Linked DNA regions of Mus musculus: all the other regions are linked to region 2. Evidence: chromatin contacts called from public promoter capture Hi-C data. All regions are on one chromosome and are shown on one strand. The core of a region is the stretch at or near the end of the contact, and the rest is flanking DNA. Distances in the headings are between cores, read along the strand shown.

Region 1 (5,027 bases), core at 1,623-4,122, 1.0 Mb before region 2:
TATTACCTTCTGCAATACGGTCCAACCATTTCCAGATCCGTCGATTTCACAGTACACTAAGAACTGCTGCTTAGCTTTCAAAGGTCGAATGAAGTAAAGTCCACTTTCTTTGGCGCCCTTGTTGGCAATTTCCTGACAATCTGATGAAGAAATCGCAAATAAAACTGCTGCAGAGGCTCAAACCCCAGGCAGAGCATTAACGTGTTGACAGCCTCCCTAGCTGACCATCAGCATCCCTTCCAAATTATTGATGAACACCCAAGGAGCCTCTGGGTAGTCGGAACCCCGAGATCTAAGGTCAGGTGCTTTCCAAGGCTGCTATGCACTGCAAGGTGTACAATTGTTTTTATTTTGGCCGTCTGCTTGGATGACCGTAATCCCAGGATTAACTTCGCCTGTACCTTTTCCAGTTGTGTCATGGATTTGCACAGAGTCCTTGCAAGGCTCCTGGCACTGGGCTTCAAGCTGGGCTACCTTCTGTTTTAGGTTTGTGATCTTCTGGTTATTTGAATTATAGATTTCCTGTAAATACCTAGAAACAGAGCAATGCAGTAAGAGGGGATAAGCATTCCTTTTGGAGGGACATGGCTTTATTCTTCCCTGTTAGAAAGGCTGCTTTATTTTCTGGAGAACTCCTTTGTGATAAATTACTTCTTTCTTGGGAAATTGTAAAATTAAATTGATTGATGCTTTGGGGAAAAGAATCGAACGGGGCAGGCAGGCGGTCTCAACTTTGAACAAAGTCCCTGTCAATAAACAAAGGTCACTGCAGGTGTCTTTGCTGACTCCTGCCTTCTCTGTAAGGGGAGTTAGGTAATTGAGAGGTAGGTCTGGTTAAGGGGAATCAGCAGTAGCTGCTCATGTGCGCCATTTGGGGATTTTTATTTATCCTATAACTCGCATGGGAAAAGTACCTGGGACATTGCTATACATGACAGGGCAGATACTTTCCCTTTCTGGTTCCATATTTCTAGAAAAAAACCCGGGGAAAGTGAGAATTCTGGCTTGGTCATTCTTCACATGGTTGCTTATAAATACTGACATGACACAACAGATAAACCTGAACAATGCACAGACCACCAGGTCTGCTTTTGAAGTAAAGCAGTGGGACACATCATTGGAGCACCTTGTTTCTCTGTCTTAGATATTTTCTCACAAGAGTTTTCTTATGCTTTAGTGATGAGCAAATGAGAATGCTAATTGCAGCAGCAATACGCACTGCCTTCTGACTGCAGAAAGAGGAGAGGCACGTTGGAGGTCACTTCCCCAGCTACCGTCTGGCTGGGTTTCCAATGGTGCTGGGAGTCCAGTTTGGGGGAGAATTGGGAAAGGAGTTAAAACTATACCTGCGATGCCATGCCCAGAGTCCCTGGGAAGCTAGATGTGAGGACAGGGGACACGGAATAATTCCAGGCCCATGACCTATGATCAAGTGGCTCCAAGACACTTCCCTTCTACTTCACTTTTGACAAGATTTTTCTATAGCAGTCAAGACCCTTCTTCTGTCTGTTCTCTGATTTACTAATGTTGACTTGGTGACATGTTTGTGAAGAGGATTTCCACACCTCAATTCCCATATATTTGATTTTATATTGTAAGGGGGCTGGGGGACATTCAAGTAAATAGAGCCAGAATGGCATTCAAAGGCATCTACAATAACCTTTCTCCAATGCGATTATTATTTTAAAATTACAGGCCCGTGCAACTCATTTTTCACTAAAGAACTCCCATCTCCACTGGGAGATTTGATACTATAAATGAAAACTAAATTCCAAGGTCACTTTCTATGAAATGTGGAACATTAAGGAAAAGTTCCAGGTGCCTTGAGGAGCACATGAAAACCCAGACACATACCGAATGCTTGTCTCGTGGGTTAACAGCAGCGCTTCGTATTTCACAATTTCTTCTACCATCTTCTTAGACTTCTGAGTGGCACTGTCTATCATACCTGTAACAGGGTCAGAGACAGGAAAATCCCTTAAGCAAATAGTACAACGGAAAGCAGAGGAGGTGACTCCTCGGTGGGGTTTCCTCTCACCTGGCTTTGGGGGTTGGTCTGGGTTGTAGTAAACCTGAATTGCTTTGATCAGTTCTTTGGCTTCTGTGGTTCTGTTTTCAGCCCGGAATAAGATGTCTTCCAGCGTTCGGAGATCATTGTCCACGTCGGTTTGGTAAGAAGACAGGAAATCTGCGATACCACAGGTGGTTGGGCAGAAACTACCCTGCAAGTCAATTTAAGGAGGTAATTAAACACCTTAGGAGAGAAGTCTTAAATACAATCCATAAATATTAAACCATTCCCCAAAAGCTTAAGTTGTCAACTGATAAATGAAAGTGCTACCCTGTTTTCCCACCCTTCTCTAGTTTCAGGATAGGGGGTGACACTGAAATTACTTACGAATCTCTCATCTAGGATGCAACAGTTATCTCTGGTAGCCACATACTGTTGGAGAAAAACAAAGATATTTTGCTACTGGTCCCAGTCATGTCTCTCTCTCTCTCTCTCTCTCTCTCTCTCTCTCTCTCTCTCTCTCTCTCTCTCTCTCTCTCTCTCTCTCCCCTTTATAAAAACGTTTTAATAATAAAACAGTATGGCTTCGGAAGGACACTTACTGCCAGGCCCGTTGGAGAGAACAGTAAAAGCAGGCAGCAAAGAAGGAAACTCGGGGGCTGCAAAGACCAACTCATGGTGTCTGGGTGACCAGGTGCTCCCAGCTCTTTACAGCCAGCACTGTGACCTCTTGGGCTTCTCCTTGGTCCTTTATGTGAGCTCTCAGTCTGGGCGGGACTAAGGGTGGCTGGAACTGGTCACAGGGTCTCTTTACCAGAAATGTGAGCTCTTTCTGCTCATTCTGGCTCTCACTCGTGCTCTGAGGGATTCCCAGATTTTGCGCACAGGTTTAAGCTCCTCCCTTTGGGCTCAGCCCAACCTGTCTCCTCAGACCCACAGGTATCTGCAAAAGCCAGCAAAACAGGGGGGGGGGGGGTGCTGCTCCGAGGGCTGACAGAGGCCGCGTGTTGCAACTACTTCCAGTACACCACCTCCAGGAGAACAAACACAGGGTTCTGACCTCCCACAACAAACCAAGCTTATCCAGAAGTCTGGCCTGTTGCAGCCACAGGCATTACTGAAAGACCTGTCTTTGCCCAGGGGTGGGAGAAGGGAACTTTTCCTCCTTTCATGTCTAAGGTCTGTATTTCCAAGGGTGGATCATGCTGGAGATGGGTTCCTGTCCCTCCTCTGTGATATCCTTTTTCTTGGGTCAGTTTTGACTGAGTTTTGGGCTCAACTCTTCTGATGACTGGAAGACAGGTTCCCTCCCATCTGCCACCAAAGAGAAGGAGCCAGGAGTTTACCAGTTTGTCCCAAAGCCCCATCTAGTTCCTGGAGGAAAAGCCTGGACTCAGAGAAACCCACCTGTCACACATCTCCTTAGAAGCCTCTCTGAAGGAGAAGGGACACAGGGAGACACTGAGAAGGTTCATTGAGTTTGTGGGGAAAGGGCACTGTCACCTCTCTTTGCTAATGACAAGCAGCTGTGGCACTGTGACAGATGTGTGCAGTCACTCTCCTCCTGTGACCAAGCTTGCTGTAAACTGTGAAGAACTATGTAACTGGGAGAAACGCACTAACATGAAAGAAGTGCTAACATGCTGGTATTTGACTTGAAGTTTTGACAAAGTACTGTCTCCTTTGACATTAAAACAAAGAAATGTTTATGCTCTGTAGCTAGTCAGAAATCATTTTAAGTAAGGGAACTCATCAGACCAAATATGTAGCCCTTTCTCTTCCTGACCAGATTGGCCTCCACTTCAGTCACTTTTTGCTCCAAGCCATTTGTGATATTCTTACAGAATAGCTTGGACAATGCCACCATTCACCTGCTTAAAGACCCCGTAGCCTTTAGTCACTTCCTATCTCCTGTTTGTTTTTTCTTCCTATATGTTCTACTTTTTCCCCCCATCTTGTTTGTCAATGTGCATAGGAACTACTGCATCTCTGGCTGTCAAAACAAATAAAACAAAAAACAAACAAACAAACAAACAAAAACAAGCAAAAACCCCCAGAAGCCCTGTTTTCTGGAGGCTAGTTCCCTCTAATAGAGCATTACCCCACAGCCCCAGCTCTGGCTCCATGTTTTGTAGGAATTATAAGAACCTTGCATTATATAACCCATTAATCTATCAATGGAAATTCAGTGTTTGGCCACAGCACCCAGTAGACCGAGTGACAGTTAATACTCAACAATTATTGAGTGACTTTAGTTGATTGGGCTGGAAGGAAGTCTACTTTTAATGTTAATACTCCTGGTACTCTCAAATTTTCCAAATTGCAAAAGTAAGCGAGGTACCTTATGTGCTGTTAAATGAAAGAGAAAAACATACCAACATTTGCCTTTAAAATGATAAAAATAAAAGCACATAAAAACACAGAGGCACACACCTTTGATGTTTTCAATAGAACTCGCTGGCAGTTATTATTATTATCATCATCATCATCATTACCTTTTACAGCCAGAAATTTTGTAGTTCCTATGAATGTCAGCAAGCCACAGCAAATGTTTTATGCAACTTGTATAAATAGGAATTTCCTTATTTCCATAGACTTTTATTGGGGATTCTTATTCTTATGCTGTATTCATGGAAAATGAGCTTTGTTGCAACTACAGACAGTTCTCTTCAGTAAATGATCTGTTGTGATTAACTACCATCTAGAAGGCTCGGCAGAATCAGAGCTCTGGGTTACCCAGTTGAGGTATTGCTCCTCCTAAATGAAGCTTACCCCTCATGGATTAAGTCATAAAAAGTAGACTCTTGCCTTGAAGGAAGGTACTGGAAAGCATCAGAGCCTAATGTAGATAGATCACGTGCTTCTCCCATGGGTTTTTGCACCAAAGAGTGGGAAATATGGACTTGAATTTCAGGCCACAATCATTGCCACAGGTTGGCTGGTAGGTACTCAGTGTCATGAAGTTTGATTAGCTGTATCAACATGAATAACATAAAACCAATATGCTGAAGAGATA
Region 2 (4,930 bases), core at 1,168-3,667:
AGAAAGAGATACTGATAGCAGAAACATATCGGTATGTCATTAAGTCCAGCTTCAAATGAGTTGTTCGTGACAGCTCATTACTTTTAAAAATAGTCCTAGCTTTTAATTAGTCTTTCACCCCAGGAAACCACAGAGTTCCTTGAGTTGGATTAGGCTTATTCTCCCAAGAGTCCTAAATGAAGTCACACACAACAAGTTCCACAGCTAATCTTTGTCACCTTGCTGTTATTTTTGGTGTTGTGATGTCTGTGCATTGTATGTTTTGAGCAAAACTGTTTTACTCCTCTGTTGGCTCATCAGAATGTCAGGTTTGCAGTTCGGTGACTTGATCAGCTTCCTACCTTCTTAGAAAACGAGCTGGTACTTTTGAAATTCCTATTAATAAATTAAGTAATGATTATTGATATTGGTTTGTAAAGGCCAGTGAAAGTTTCACTAAAATATATTTGATGATATAGAAAATAGTCATCCAGAATTTCCCTTAGGTTACTGTTCTTTTGATTTGGTGATAATAGATGCCAAGCCTCTCTGTCAAGTTAATGGGATGAGGTCCATCTGCAATCAGAGGCTTCAACTTCTGCTCTCAGTCTCCTCTCCCGTAACCTAGGCAACTTCAGCCATGTCTGCATTCTCCTTCTGCTTCTTCTATTAACTGGCAGCAATAACATCTGCCTTCTGGCTTTTCACGTTAAATAGTGTAATGCTCAGAGAGCATTCAGTGTGTAACATGGATCAGTAGAAGTACTCAACATTATTCAATATTTTTACTTTGCTTGTAGTGATAGAGGAAATGGTTAAATATTCAGGGGTTTAAGGAATGATTTAAAGTTCCTGCTTCCAAAATGAGTGCTTGGGCAAGCAAGCTGACTAGGTGACTGTCTCTTATTGGGTAAGGGAGTTAGCTATGCAAGCTGGATGAGCTAAGTCCTATCTTTGAAACCCATGGAAAGGATGAAGGAGAGAACCCCTTACCTAGATTTGTCCTCTGAGCTCCGTACCTGTGCAGTGGCACCTAGGCAGCCAGCTCACATCCTACACACACACACACACACACACACACACACACACACACACACACACAAATGATACTAATAAAAATAACACAGATCTCAGAAACAAAAGAAAGAGATGAGATCTCTGAAAGCCAATAAATTCTCACAATGAAGTTATTTGAATTTTAAATCCTTGTTTTAATTCAATAAATATCATTTTGTCAATAATGCAGTATTAACATTCTTCCAAAAAAGCTCCAATATTTTCTCATCATTAAGTTTAGTTTAATAGCTTACTAGTTTCCAATCAATATTTTTTTTTCAGTTTGGAAAAGCTAATGATATAAAATGCATTTTCTAAAGTTTCCCATTTCGTGCAATGTACATGAGCATCCACAAATACTGTTACACTCTTAAAGATATTACAAACTATATTATCATGTTTATATCATTCTGACGTTCTGGAATTGTGCTATCGTCTATAATAGCATTACTTAATGTTTCTTTTAGTATCAGGTTAATCAGCACATATTTAAAAAAAACTGTCAAAGCTTCAGATAAAATCAGAAGGCTGAAAAAAAAAACAATATTACTTAACAAAATAAGCTTAACTGTGACCTATTCTTATTCCTTAACCATTGCTTGGACGCATTTGTGAAGGCTTTACCCTGATTAAAGAAACAGCCCAGTCCCTAGCAACTCTCACCTTTCCTACTGAGGGGACATGGGCTATTAGTGAGAAGAGTAATCTAGGAATAAGTCCCTGGCCAGACACAGTGCAGCTGGCTGCAAACACTACCCAAATAATACATTTCAGATGTCAACTCTTTAAATTAAGATAGAAACATTGCCAGTTGTGTTAACCTTACTGAAGCATTTCCTACTATTTGTTAGAAACATAGTGGTTTTTTTTTTTCCTTTTGAGTATTTCAAATTGAGAACCTACAGAGTGATATATGCCTGTCAGGAAGCCCAAAATGGGCAGTGCAGACCACCAATCCACACAACTGAGGCTTTGAACTTCCCTCATAGAAGTACATTTCATCAGGTGGATAAACAAAAAGTTTCATTAAAAAGGTTGGTCATTATAGAAACGTTAGGAAAGCAAGCATACTGTGTAGAAACAAAGAAACAACAAAAGTCGATTTTAACATATAGTAATATTTTTGTAGTATTTTGAGTCCTCATAAGTTATTCTTTTGCTACTAAAACTGTATTATTCATTTTAAAACTCATATTTGTTACTGTGAACATAATAATGAGAATAGAGTTTTCCAAGGATGAAGCCTACCCCCTGCTCTCTGCTTATTTCCGGTATTTAGGAATGGCGGATGTTGCTGTTTAAGGATCTCCTACCTTTCTCCGCGTGCACTTGTGATTTCTCAGTATGTTCCATGTTTTGATCTCAGTGATCCGAAGTCCTCTGGTGCATCCAATTTTTTCAATAACAATATTCATTTTGTGCCTTTTATATAAAATACAGCACTTAAGGTTGTAAACTGTAGGGGCAATTTAAATATTTGTGTTGCTATGTTAAGCCTCATGAAGCACTTAATCTGTAAATCAAAAAACACGGACAGAACCAGCTATGGGCATTTACAGACTGGCAAGAGGCCATGATAGATTAAAACCCAGATAGCACAATTGAAACCCACTTTCTGAAAAAGAAAGGAGGAAAGAAACAAAGAAACAAAGAAAGAAGAAAAGCTGTGACCTCACAGTGGCCTCTGATCATACCAGTGGATACCCAGGTGACAGTCTCTTCACGTTTTGTTCAGCTTCATAGAAATCAAATTTTGATTGTGATTGTGTGTATGTGTGTGTGTGTTTGTGTGTGTGTGTGTGTGTGTGTGTGTGTGTGTGTTTGTGGACGTGAAGTATCGTTGTTTTGAAGTTTCTTTCATAAAAGAGATACAACTGTAACAAAGTGACCAGTGGAAATAGAAGAATAATGTTACAAAAGAAAAAAGATACTAACTAAAAAAGAAGCACTAATAAAATAATATAAATTTGCCAAATCACAAAGGCCACCTTTTTTATAGTAACACCTTTGAGAACTTACCATTAATATTATTAATAAACCCTGATATGCATCCATATGTATAAATGCTGCCATCTGTTGACCACACACAGTAATTACATGTTTCTCCGCTAGAGCCTGATGCCTTTGTCATGGTAATATTTCACAAGCATTTTTTCCCTTCAACATTGGACATCTATTGGGAAACTCCAATACCATAACTTGAAGCTGGGCTTACATGGTTTGGTTTTGTCAAGAAGTCACTCTTGCTTCTGCTCCTCCCTCCTAGTGACTGAATTAAATTTGAATTTCAACTTGTTTATGTAGTTACAATTCCCTCTCCATTTTTCCTCACTTTATTATTTGAAATCAAGACCAAGGATTCTTCTCACAGATATAACTTGTTCTTTTGTAAACCTGGCCTTTTCACTTTCTAAGATACTCAATTAAAATTAAACATAGATGCTCACACTTTCTTTCTCTGATGGTGATGCTATGTGGAATAAGCCTATGTGACAGAAGATAGACTTGTAAGCCCCTCTTCCCTGCCCCACCCCATTTCCCAGTAAACGTAAAGAAAGCTACAGAATCGCCTAATAAAGCCAATCCCGGGAGAACTGAGAGAATTCTGAGTCATCATTATCTCCCTTTATGCACTTGTAGCACCAACAGCAAAGGATGACTTATTAATGCAGACAAATAATAAAAGATTAAATAAAGCATGCTGGACAGAAAAGTAGACAGCAAACCCAACTGCCCTTTCACTTAGATTCTGGGCATGAGCGATCCTTAGAATCAATGAGCACTGTCTAGAGGACTGTATTTACTCTGGCCCAGCCCCAGTAACAGAGATACAGTTTGTGTTAGCTATTTAGTTATTGAAGGATAATTTTTTTAATTCTACTTTTGACATATTCATATGTTTTCACTACTCTTTCCTGTTGTGAGTGTGGCAAAGGAAGCCAGGTTTCTGCTAAAACTAAGCAAATGTTTCACTGCCAAGTCAGGTACTCTGTCATTTGGCTCCTACTTGGCAATTTTGATTTGAAGTAAAATTTTATGTTTTATTTTCTCTTTGAGAGAATGCCTGTCCCTTCTTGCCCTTCTTCTTTGCTCCTCCCCCCCCTCCTCCTCCTGCTTACTCCTTCTCCTTGTCTTCCTCTTCTTTCTTTTTCCCTGCCTTCATCTTTTCTGTTATATTCAGAACACACACACACACACACACACACACATATATATATATATATATATATATATATATATATATATATATATATTTACATATACTTAAGATAGATGTTTGGTTTGTTCTTAATAACTTTGGAAAATAAGTTATCAGCTTACCATGTGTGTAAGAGAATAACAATTTAACAGTGTATCTATCAATTTGGGTCTGAAATGCCATTAAATTAAAACTATTAGAACTAAGTGTTTTTTAATTGGATATTTTATTTATTTATTTATATTTCAAATGTTTATCCCCTTGATTGTTTATCCTCAAATCCCCTATCCCATTCCCCTGCTTCTATAAGGGTGCTTCCCCACCCACCCATTCATTTCTGCCTCCCCACCCTGGCATCCCCCTACACTGGGGTATCGAGCCTTCACAGGACCAAGGGCCTCCCCTTATTTTGATGCCAGACAAGGCCAACTTCTGTTACATATGCAGCTGGAGTCATGAGTCCCTCCATGTGTACTCTTTGTAGAATCAAGTTCTTATAGCTGGCGAGTACAGGTAATGTTTTTGTTACAGCATTCTTTATATAAAAACCACTTTAAATTAAAATGAATAAATTTCTTTTAAAAGCTTAAATTTCATGTTGGTCACAGAGGGTTTTTTGTGGCTTGTTTTATTTCGACGTTAGTTGCTATTCTTGAAATGTCAGTCTGATGGATTATTTTTCTTTTATTGATTTTA
Region 3 (4,735 bases), core at 1,907-4,406, 1.0 Mb before region 2:
CATACTTGTTAGAAAGTCCAACTACTAAATATGTCTCACTTACTGTTGGCATTCGCGAAGTCCCCTCTCAAATACTCCATGATATTCCTGGTCAGTGAGTTAGAATCCTTGTTGTTCCTTTGAAAGTCAAATAGTGAGTTTTTGAGCTTGTTGATTCTGTTTGTAAAATCCTGGTTGGCTTCGTCAATCAACCCTTTCATCCTGCAGCCTGAAGGGCATTTGTGGTTCTGAAAACAGAGGGCAAGATTGGATGAAAAAGGTCTGTCTCTCAGCTACCGGAAGTTGGAAATGTTATCCCAGTCTTTGCTGCTTCTCCTCCCCAGCTCTTCCAAGTAAATCCAGACTCAAAAGTAGTTAACAGGCCATAGGTGAATTCTCAAATGAAGGTCTGCTTAGTCTTGCATGATGCTCTGGGAATTGTGTAGTCCCACTACTCAGGCATCCCATATGTTTATCCCACCAGAGACCCGATGTAACTAGACAATGTCCTTCGATTGGTTTCCTTTCCATTTTTTCTAGCTATGTTACTGTTAGATGATCTCTGGTGGGGAGGTGTCTCTAGGACCCATTGAATATATATATGTAGAGAGAGAGAGAGAGGGAGAGAGAGAGAGAACAGCATAAGGAAGGTTCCTTGTTCACCGTGTGCTCGCCTTACCCAGTCATCATCAGAGCAGAAGGGCCAGTCTGAGTCCTTGCATTGACTCTGATGTCTCTCCACAACTCTTGGGCCACGTACTCCTCCTCCTTCTGATAGGAATTCACCTTTATCTTCGGTATCTGTAGTCTTTAAGGGTTTTCAAAACATTCAAAAATGAGCGGAGGCAACAATGTTAGCCAGAAGAGACTTTGTCATGCTCACTAGCCCCAAGGGAGAAATGGCAGACATTAGGAGCCAGTACTGCTGGCTTCCACAGGCTGCCAGTTTCTTACAGTCAAAAGGAAATTCTACTTATTTCACGGAGTCATTATGAGAAGCAAAGGAGACAAAGGGTGTGAATTTGTAAGACTGTATTTGATGCTAGGTTAGCATCTGCTAGATGGTAAGGGTTTTAAAAGAAAAATGATCTGGATTGAAAGCATCTGTGAAATTTCACCTTTATCCTTTCTTTCGTGACCTCAGATGAGAAGATAGCTGAAACATTCTAGGTTTTTTTTTTTTTCCCTCCCTGAAGTCCTCTTTCTGAATGTAAAAACCTATGCCCTGTTGCACCCATGCTCCTTTCTCCTTCAGGTTTCTATGGTAACCCTTGGAGATGGTCCATGATCCAGACAAACAGTTATCAAGTACACAAATGTGGGAAGTGAAAACTTGGCAATGTTTTGTAGTACAATCATGCAATTGTAGATTTTCATTTGAAATGAAAATAATAAACAGTTGAAGCAGTAGTCAGCAACCAGCAATTTTTGGAACACCTTATAATTAGAAACCTAGAGCTAAAAGTTCTCAGCTATAACCCAAATGAAATACAAAACATTTTGTCCCATAAGACTTCCTAGTCTAACGGGTCGAGATGGCTTCGAGGCGTTCATCGCCTCCGCTCTGCACTGCCAACTTACAAGGGACTTCCTGTCACTATGTTAGTTTGGGGTAGTTTTTCCTTATAATTAATCAACATGGTCTCATTCTCATTTGTGAAAATTCAAATAATCCTAATTACCATAATTAAAGCAGCGAAGAACAACTCATTTAAAAGAACGAGTCCTTTTGTATAAGAAATATAATGGTAAATTCAATTGTATGAGTAAAATAGCACAACAATGAAGCAGACAGAAAGTGCACATAATAATGAGACAAGGAAGACAATAGAAGTACAAATTACCCAGAAATATCGCCTCAGCTGGTTATTTTAGTTTAATTCCCTCCAAAATGTATTGTTCTTTACTCTCTGATATCAAGATTTTTGAATGGTGAGCCAAAAAACCCACCACCACCACCACCACCACCACCACCACCACCACCACAAAAAACACCTGAAATAATATACAGCCTGGGTAACTAATTAGGATGTCACTAGGTCCTTGGTCATAGTTGACATGTTTTATAAACTAGAATGTGTCAGAAACTCCAGTAATTTAGATTTCTTTCTTTTGTTTTTCTTTGGGGCTTAATTTGGGGAATGATGTCAGTATTTAGAAGTTATCTGAAAAGAACACGAATCCTTCCAAAGAGCCCACTGCCTCATAACTAATGTCTTCGGAATTTGCTATACGTTTTCAAAGGCAATTAATTTGCCCTCTTCCTTTTATGTCTTCAAAAGGATATGAAAAGTTCCTCTTAGGGCTGCGGGTGTAGAACGCTTGCTTGGTCAGTACAGAGAAAGCTCTGCTTCATTCCTCAACATGACAACATTACAAAACTAAAATATTACAAATAAAACAAAGACTAGAGGTAAACCATACTAAACCCCAAACCTTCTGCTCATTACAGACAAATGTCTGGAATTACCAGCTGGAGAACAGTTCTTACCCAGTGTTTTGTTCTGTTAGAATGATGTCTCTGGAGTTTAAAGGGACAAACATGTGGAGGGATTCAGGAGGCTGGCAGTGTAGCTTAGTTGTAGAGAGCTTTACTGCCATGCCCAGGGGTTCTCAACCTGTGGGTCACGACTCCTTTGGCAAACCTCTATTTCCAAAAATATTTACGTTATGATTCATAAAAGTAATAAAATTAAGGTTAGGGAGTAGTAACTAAAAACAATTTTCTAGTTGCGGGTCATCACAACATGAGGAACTGCATCTAAGGGTTGCAGCATGAGGAATTCTATGCTGGATCAATCCCCAGCAACCGTGAGAGTATACTAACACACAGCTGCAGTTTTAAAGACTGCATCTGAATCAGCCTGAACGACAGATGTCAAGATCTCTCGTTATCCTAGGGCCTCCCTCTGGACATCACATTTCCCCATACACTTGTCAGGCTCATCTAAGAATTTGCCTCCCTGGCCTGGCATTTAAAAAGCTAAGTACAAAGGACTTGTAGACTCTGAACTCAGGGCTCCTTGCGGAAGAATTAACAGAGAGAAGAGAAAGCACATACCCAGACTGTGCTGGCCACGCTCAAGATGAGGCAGGTGACCCTCAGGGACAGCATGGTGTCTGCGTTTAGGGATGGCTCATGAGGAGAACTGGAGCTGAAGCGAAGGAGGACTGACTGCACTCACAGCTCCAACCCTACTTAAACCGGCAGGAGGTTAATCATCACCCTTGGCCCACTCAAGCAGCCAAAGCTCACAGTGTGTCCTGTGCTCTGACCATAATAACCAAGGTATCCCAGAAACTCTTGCTCAATTCTCTGTAGCTTGTTTGTTTCCGATAAGTTGTTGCAAATGGTAGCATTTGATTGTGCAGTCAGCAGTTGGGGGGTGGGGGGAATCTACATTCCAGGAAATGGGGGCCTTGGAAGCTGGGGAGATGAACACAGTTCACACCTGAAGGAAGTAAGAGAGCAGCCAGGGCACTCTGGCTATCACTTCTGTGGAGCAGAGACATTGGACTGTGTGTGGGATTCAGAGTTCATCTGAATTTCAGAATGACCTGAAAGCCTACAATAAGCTTATGTTAAACGGGTTGTTTTCCTCCAGCCAGAGGTCAAGACAGTAGCTGCTGGCGACCAATGCCAGCATCCACAGTCCTAGCTCCAGCTTCCTGGCTCTGAGCACTTATGAAGGTTAACTGTCCATCCTTGGGAATCAGTCTCCTCTCTTAAAGACCAGGGCAAAGGCAACATCCTACACATGTTAGTAAACAAATGGGTGAATTATTTCAAGGCCTCCCGAGGAGTGGTTGTCACCACGGCCTGGGAGGAAGTGCTGGCCATGATTGGAGAAGTACATGGAAAATGTACTGTACTTCCTGCCTTTGGGCTTGATCTCTCTTCATCTGCTCTTCATTTCCATGTACAATTCTTCTGGACTCAGTGAAACTTCTGTGTGACCCAACCACGCACCCACTAATATTCCCCCCCCCCCCAAAAAGCAACAGCTGGATTTTGAACAGAATATTCATTGTTCACAATTCCACACTATGGAAGCAGCCTCAGACAATGGATGAATGGATAAAGAAAAGGGGTGGATACAAGAGATTATTGTTCAGCCTGTGAAAAGAAGAAATTCACACATTTGGGGAAATGTACGGGAGCCTTGAGGATATCACACTAAGCGAACGATGTGACTTCACTTCCGTGTGAAACCTTTAATGTGCAACTCAAGAGACTGGGACACAGTAGTGGTTTCCTGGAGACGAGAAATGAGGGAAACAGAAAGGAAGAAAAAAGAGGAAAAGGGAAAGATAATCAAAGAAGGTGATGCATATACTAATGAGCTCAAAGGGGTGGTTATTTCACATCAAACATACAGCACTTTTACATATCAGTCACGGTTCAATAAAATGATTAAAAAAAACCCTTTGACTTAAGTGTGCTGTATTTAGTAATAAACACTGAGAATGAGCAGCCAAATCTGAATCTCAGACAGACAACCAATATATCTTAGTGTATGCATGTCTTCTGCCGTGTTTGGAGTATGCTTATACTAGAATGTAGTTGTTCATGTGAAATGCAAACGTAACAGGGTATTCTGTTAGCTGGCAACCAGTCCTGCTTTGTGTGAAATTCTGCTTCCTATGTGAAACCACTCCTGGTAACAGCTGTCACTACTAACCTTTATTGAGTGCTTACTGAGCACCCAAATATTTGCTGGACATTCTGCATGTTCCTGGTTTGATACCTGAAATG

The links. Promoter capture Hi-C pulls out the DNA fragments that hold promoters and counts their contacts.
Region 1: a promoter capture Hi-C map of liver shows a contact between it and region 2, with 5 times the contacts expected there. The contact joins the promoter of Fgg here to the promoter of Asic5 in region 2. A contact is called at or near these places in 5 of 39 promoter capture datasets (cranial neural crest, embryonic stem cells, liver and 1 more), 2 of 484 Hi-C or Micro-C datasets (both in liver) and 1 of 115 datasets of contacts at active chromatin or transcription factors (hepatocytes).
Region 3: a contact with region 2 is called in a promoter capture Hi-C map of liver, with 5 times the contacts expected there. The contact joins the promoter of Fga here to the promoter of Asic5 in region 2. A contact is called at or near these places in 3 of 39 promoter capture datasets (hippocampal neurons and liver).

Annotation. Positions count from the first base shown.
Region 1 is chr3:83,005,569-83,010,595 of GRCm38.p6, reverse strand. Fgg (fibrinogen gamma chain) reads right to left here and starts at 2,872. Exons shown (of 10, transcript NM_133862.2): 1 at 2,614-2,872; 2 at 2,399-2,443; 3 at 2,039-2,222; 4 at 1,855-1,948; 5 at 402-532; 6 at 7-140. The coding sequence starts at 2,688. It overlaps Gm30097 (a long non-coding RNA gene), which reads left to right and starts at 2,181. Exons shown (of 5, transcript XR_375748.2): 1 at 2,181-2,242.
Region 2 is chr3:81,994,409-81,999,338 of GRCm38.p6, reverse strand. Asic5 (acid-sensing (proton-gated) ion channel family member 5) reads right to left here and starts at 2,417. Exons shown (of 10, transcript NM_021370.2): 1 at 2,349-2,417. The coding sequence starts at 2,388.
Region 3 is chr3:83,024,574-83,029,308 of GRCm38.p6, reverse strand. It overlaps Fga (fibrinogen alpha chain), which reads right to left and starts at 3,156. Exons shown (of 6, transcript NM_001111048.2): 1 at 3,041-3,156; 2 at 659-787; 3 at 44-227. The coding sequence starts at 3,094.